Regions from separate parts of the Callithrix jacchus genome. Here region 2 is linked to region 1. A link is a contact called in public Hi-C data. All regions are on one chromosome and are shown on one strand. The core of a region is the stretch at or near the end of the contact, and the rest is flanking DNA. Distances in the headings are between cores, read along the strand shown. Region 1 has its middle 73 kb from the start of SPMIP3. Region 2 has its middle 40 kb from the start of ZBTB18.

The links. A called contact is a pair of places that touch in the nucleus more often than the background predicts.
Region 2: a contact with region 1 is called in a Hi-C map of induced pluripotent stem cells, with 4 times the contacts expected there. The contact joins two enhancer-like sites. A contact is called at or near these places in 2 of 3 Hi-C or Micro-C datasets (induced pluripotent stem cells and skeletal muscle).

What each region holds. Positions count from the first base shown.
Region 1 is chr19:41,851,249-41,853,948 of calJac240_pri, reverse strand. No RefSeq gene overlaps it. Among named protein-coding and RNA genes, the nearest start is that of SPMIP3, 73 kb to the right of the region's middle. Within about 2 kb of position 1,323, at least 6 of the 16 cell types and tissues checked have an H3K27ac peak or open chromatin away from gene starts, as enhancers often do.
Region 2 is chr19:42,047,552-42,050,251 of calJac240_pri, reverse strand. No RefSeq gene overlaps it. Among named protein-coding and RNA genes, the nearest start is that of ZBTB18, 40 kb to the left of the region's middle. Within about 2 kb of position 1,326, at least 3 of the 16 cell types and tissues checked have an H3K27ac peak or open chromatin away from gene starts, as enhancers often do.

The DNA.
Region 1 (2,700 bases), core at 74-2,573:
ACCTCGCCTGGCCAAACTTTTTAACTGTAGGGTCAGCTAAGGCTTACGAAGCCCAGTGGTTGGAAATTAAGACCCAAATGAATCTGAAGGCTAGGAACAAGAGGCTTCTGCCTCATCACTATGCAGTTCTGAAGCAAAGTGTAGATGAAAATAAGGCTTGAAAAGAAAAAACAGCAAAAAAATAAAAATGAATTTTTAAAACGCGAGGCAGCAAAATGGAATCCACCCAGGACCAACCTGAGAGTCAGCTGTGCTGTAGTGCCCCGTCTACCACCAATGAGGTGTGCGATGGGGGGGCAATCGCTTCATTTCCCAGGGGCGGTTACGTGGTTTGTAAAATGAGGGGCTCACTCATCCACCAAACATTTCTGGAACTCCTCCTGGGGGGAACTCGCCGTCTTAGACACGGTCGTCTGGACCTGCTAATCTCTAAGATGCCTTTCCAGCTTTAGAGCTCAACGCAAAGAGTTCGGTGATACTGCAGCTTTGCGGAGTGGCAACGCGAGGCAGGAGTTAACATGTACACACAGCTTTTGGTTCTGCGGCGTTTTAATGCCATTCACCACGGTAGTAATTTATCGCCATCTCTTCTTTCCAGGTAGATAGCGTATCCGTGTAAGTCGTCCATCGAGCAAGCTTCTCCCATCTGCGAGGGAGGAGGCAGCCCCCGGACAGCTGTGGACGGGACCTTCAACTTGAATTATGTAACAGTAGCAGGGGACGGGCAGATTGGCCTTCTGAATTATGCTCCCTCAGACTGGCATGTACATGAGTTTACAGACCCTAAACGCTCACCAGCAGACACAGCGAGGATGGCGTTATCCCTGGAGTAATTAATCCACGTAGCAAAGGGATCTCGAAGGTGCTGCCAACAATCCTGGGATAATTGAGATCTTACAGCAAATAAAGCAGAATCAGGACCGCTCTCAGTACCCCAAAGTCCCAAAGTGAGAACCACCTTCCAAAAACTCAGACTCCAAAGCCTGTTAATCCCCTTTTGTGGTAAGCCCGTCCTCCTGGACCGCATGCCCTGGTCTCCTCCCCCATAATACCCATTCAGGGCAATGACCCCAGTTGGCAACCCGGAGCCGCGTGGGCTGCGGTCAGCAACACCCAGATGAAACTGCAGCTGACGGCCTGGCCTTTCGGGTCAGTAGCTGCTGTGCGCAGCTCTCTCCCTGCCTCCCGAAGTTCAAATGCCATCCTGATTTCTATCTGGAAGCGTCCCAGCCATAACATGGAACAAAAGTTCCCTCTGACAAACCCATTTCGGTTCCAAAGTATGTTTTTATGTTTGTTGGCAAATAGAACTGTCGCCAGCAACAATAACAACACTGTTTTCCCTCGACTGAAGCTACTTCATTTCTTCACGTTTGTTCCAGGGCTGGAACTGGACAGATGAATAATGTAGGCCAGGCGGCTGGCCCACGTCCTGACCTCGTGCCTCCGAAAGCAAACACAGAGGTGAAAATGGACACTTGTTTGTTTGAACTCTCACTGCCTAATTTAGAAAAGAAAAGGAAAAAAGAAAAACAAACCTCCCACCATCCTATTTCATCAGTGTAGACACTGATGGGTTTTGTTTTGTTTTTCTTTTCTTCTTTTTTTTTTATTTTTATTTTTTAAATTTATTTATTTTTTTTCTCTCGTTTCCTACTTTTTGAAACATGGAACTACAGCCCTCTACTGGTGCAAGGGATGAAGCCAGTTTCTCCATCATCGAGGCTACCCTGCCATCTTGTGGCCGTGTGCGGGATGCACACGTGGAGATCAATTTCTCGGCCTCGTAAAGCACAGGGCTGGGTAAGACGTTTGAAGGGTCCTTCCAAGTATTTATGTGGGCTTTCTTTCTTTTTTTTTTTTTTTTTTTTAATTTTTTATTGCATTTTAGGTTTGGGGGTACATGTGCAGAACATGCAAGACAGTTGCATAAGTACCCACATGGCAGTGTGTTTTGCTTCCTTTCTCCCCTTCACCCACATTTGGCATTTCTCCCCAGGCTATCCCTCCCCGGCTCCCCCCTCCCCCGCTGGCCCTCCCCTTTTCCCCCCAATAGTCCCCAGTGTTTAGTACTCCCCTCCCTGTGTCCATGTGTTCTCATTTAAGACATTTCAGGAAAACATCTTGTATCGTTTGGGGGAAACATCGATGGGGTTTGGAGTCAGAATGTTGGTTCCGCGTTTAAGTTCTATCGATGATTTGTGACATCATCCTTGAGCAAATCATTTCATCTTTAAGAACCTGTTTTCTCGTCTGTATAATGGCGGTCGTAATAAATGTTCGATTCTTGGAGTTTTATAGTGTTTACATAAGAGCATGCATATGAAGAGTGCCTTGTCCACGTTAAGGTTATATACACATAAATAAATTAAAAATCTCTAGAGTGGTAGATACTTGGTAAAACTTTAGAAACTCAAAATCTGTTTTAATAACTAAACTTGCTATCAGAGAAACCCCTGGACTCAATAAAGAGAGGGACTTCAGACTGTCTTATGTTTTCCTAAAGATACATATTGCTGGCCGAGGGCGGTGGCTCTCGCCTGTAATCCCAACACTTTGGGAGACCGAGGCAGGTAGATCACAAGGTCAGGAGTTCAAGACCAGCCTGACCAACCTGGTGAAACCCCATCTCTACTAAAAATACAAAAAATTAGCCAGGTGTGGTGGCAGACACCTGTAATCCCAGCTACTCAGGAAGTT
Region 2 (2,700 bases), core at 77-2,576, 200 kb before region 1:
CTCGGCTCACCGCAACCTCCGCCTCCTGGGTTCAGGCAATTCTCCTGCCTCAGCCTCCTGAGTAGCTGGGATTACAGGCACACGCCACCATGCCCAGCTAATTTTTTGTATTTTTAGTAGAGACGGGGTTTCACCATGTTGACCAGGATGGTCTCAATCTCTTGACCTCGTGATCCACCCGCCTCGGCCTCCCAACGTGCTGGGATTACAGGCGTGAACCACTGCGCCTGGCCATTATTTGTTTGTTTTGAGACAGGGTCTTACTCTGTTACACAGGCTAGAGTGCAGTGGTGTGATCCTGACTCACTGCAGCCTTGAGTTCCTGGGCTCAAGCAATCCTCCCCGCTCAGCCTCCTGAGTAGCTGGGACTACAGATGTGGGTGGCCATGCTTGGCTAATTTTTTTATTTTTTGTAGAGATGGAGTCTTCACTATGTTGCCCAGGCTGGTCTGGAACTCCTGGACTCAACCAATCTTCCCACCTCGGCCGTCCCAAAGTGCTGGGATTACAGGCGTGAGCCTCTTCATCTTATTCATGAGGTTCACTCCCTCCTCGAAGTGCTGCTTTCCTAGGGGCACCCAGTACAGCACGCTCTCCTGACTTTCCTCCCGTCTGTGGCTGCTCCTTCTCTGTCTCTGTTATGGGGTGAATTAGATCCCCTCCACAAGCTAAGTTCACATCCGAACTCCCGGCACCTGTTAATGTGACCCTCTTTGGAAACAGGATCTTCACAGACGTAATGACGTTAAATGGAGGTCCTGTTGGATCTGGGTGGGCTCTCATCTGATGACTGGTGTCTTTATAAGAAGAGGAAGATTTGGAAGCAGACACACACGAAGGGCAGACAGCCATGTGGTGAAGAGACAGAGATTGCAGTGATGTGTCCACAAAACAAGGAATGCCAAAGATTGCTGGGACCACCAGAAGCTGGAGTGAGGCCGGGAAGGATCCTCCCCTAGAGCCATCAGAGGAAGCATATCCCTGCCAGCACCTTGATTTGCTGACTTCTGGCCTCTAGAAATGTGAGAGAATAAATTTCTGTTGTTTTCTGTCATGGAGTTTGTGGTACGTTGTTACTCTGGCCTTAGGGTGGATATAAGGCTCAGCCTGTGTTACCTGTGAATTTTCCCAAATGCTTAGTTCCAGACTTCTATTCGTTTCTCTATGTGTCTTCCCCGCTAGGCGACCTCCTCCACATCTCCCCTTCAGCCGCAGCTTCTCTCACCTGTACATCCTACCCATCTTTTAGAGCGCATCTCAGACCTTCCTCCCACAGGGAAGCCTTCTGCGGCAGATGCTGCTGCCCACCCACATCTCCTTGGCACGCCTCACTCCCAGTTCAGCTTCTTGCTGCAAGCTGCTCCTCTCTGCCCGAGTGCTTTCTCTGGCTGCAGGAGTGCGTGGGGGCAGAACAGAATGGCAGAGAGTTGACACCTCCAGGATCAGCCTCCAGCAACAATGGCTGGGAGTTGGAGAATATATAACCCAGCCTCCTCGCACCCCCGAGGTGACCTAGCCTGGCTCCTGGAGGCCCCGGGGGACTAAGCCACCCTTGCCTGCAGGTAATCTGCTCCCTAACTCTCCTGATACGGGTTTTCTTCTTTGTCTCACTTCTCCACCCTCCTAACTTGCTCCTGAGATTAGCCTGCTCATCCTCAAATCCTTATCTCGGGGTCAGCTTCTGGGGAAGTCTAACCAAGACACCTTAACTGAATTATCAGCCTGGGGCAGGTTCTCTGATCATGCTTTCTAACAGCCTGAGGAGCCTTGGCTGCACAGATGAGATTGCAGTTTACACGCACACATTTCTTTCTGTGATTATTTGAGTAACGTCTGTTTCTTGTGCTAGAGCAGGGGTTGACAAACAACAGCCACGAGGCCAAACCCAGCTGCAACGGCTCATTTCTGTATTGGCTATGGCTCCTTTTGAGCTGCAACTGCAGAGCTGAGTAGTTTCAACAAAGATCTTATGGCCTGCAAAGGAGAAGTATTTACTACCCGGTCCCTTATGGAAAAAGTGTATTGGTCCCTGTGGTAGGCCATATGCTTGTATCGGTTAGCTCTGGCTGCGTAAGAAACTACCCAAAACTGAATTTTATAAAACCACCACGGTGTATGTAGCTCACAATTCTATGAGCTGACTGGGTAGCTTTTCTGATCTAAGCCAAGTCAGCTGATTTCTGCTGCGTTCTCTAAAGTGTCTCTGGTCAACTAGTGGGTCATGTGGCAGCAATGACCGTAGGATGGCCTCACTCACGTTTTAGAAGGTGGTAGCTGTTAGCCAGTGAGACACTGGCAATTAGGCCATGTGTCTCTCACCATCCAGCTGGCTTCCCTGGGCTTTTTCACACAGTGGTGGCAGCAGGGAGTTCTATGAGTGGCCAGGCAGGACAGAGTACAAGCATTACCCAAGCCTCTGCTTGGGTGTATCGGCCAACCAACCATCGCTCAAAGCCAGTCACGTGGCTGAGTTTCGCATCAAAGTGGGATGGTATGGAGGGGAACCTGCTGAACCTGTGGCTGTTTTTACAATTCACCATGATGCTCTATGAGGGGCACAGACCCTGTGCGTGCTTGCCCACCATTCTATGTCAGTGAGTAAAGCACAGTGCCTGGCATAGAGCGGGTGCTGAATCAATATTCATTAAGTCAATGAATAGAATTTCACTGCGTTAATAAGAGTGACATTTTATTGAGCCT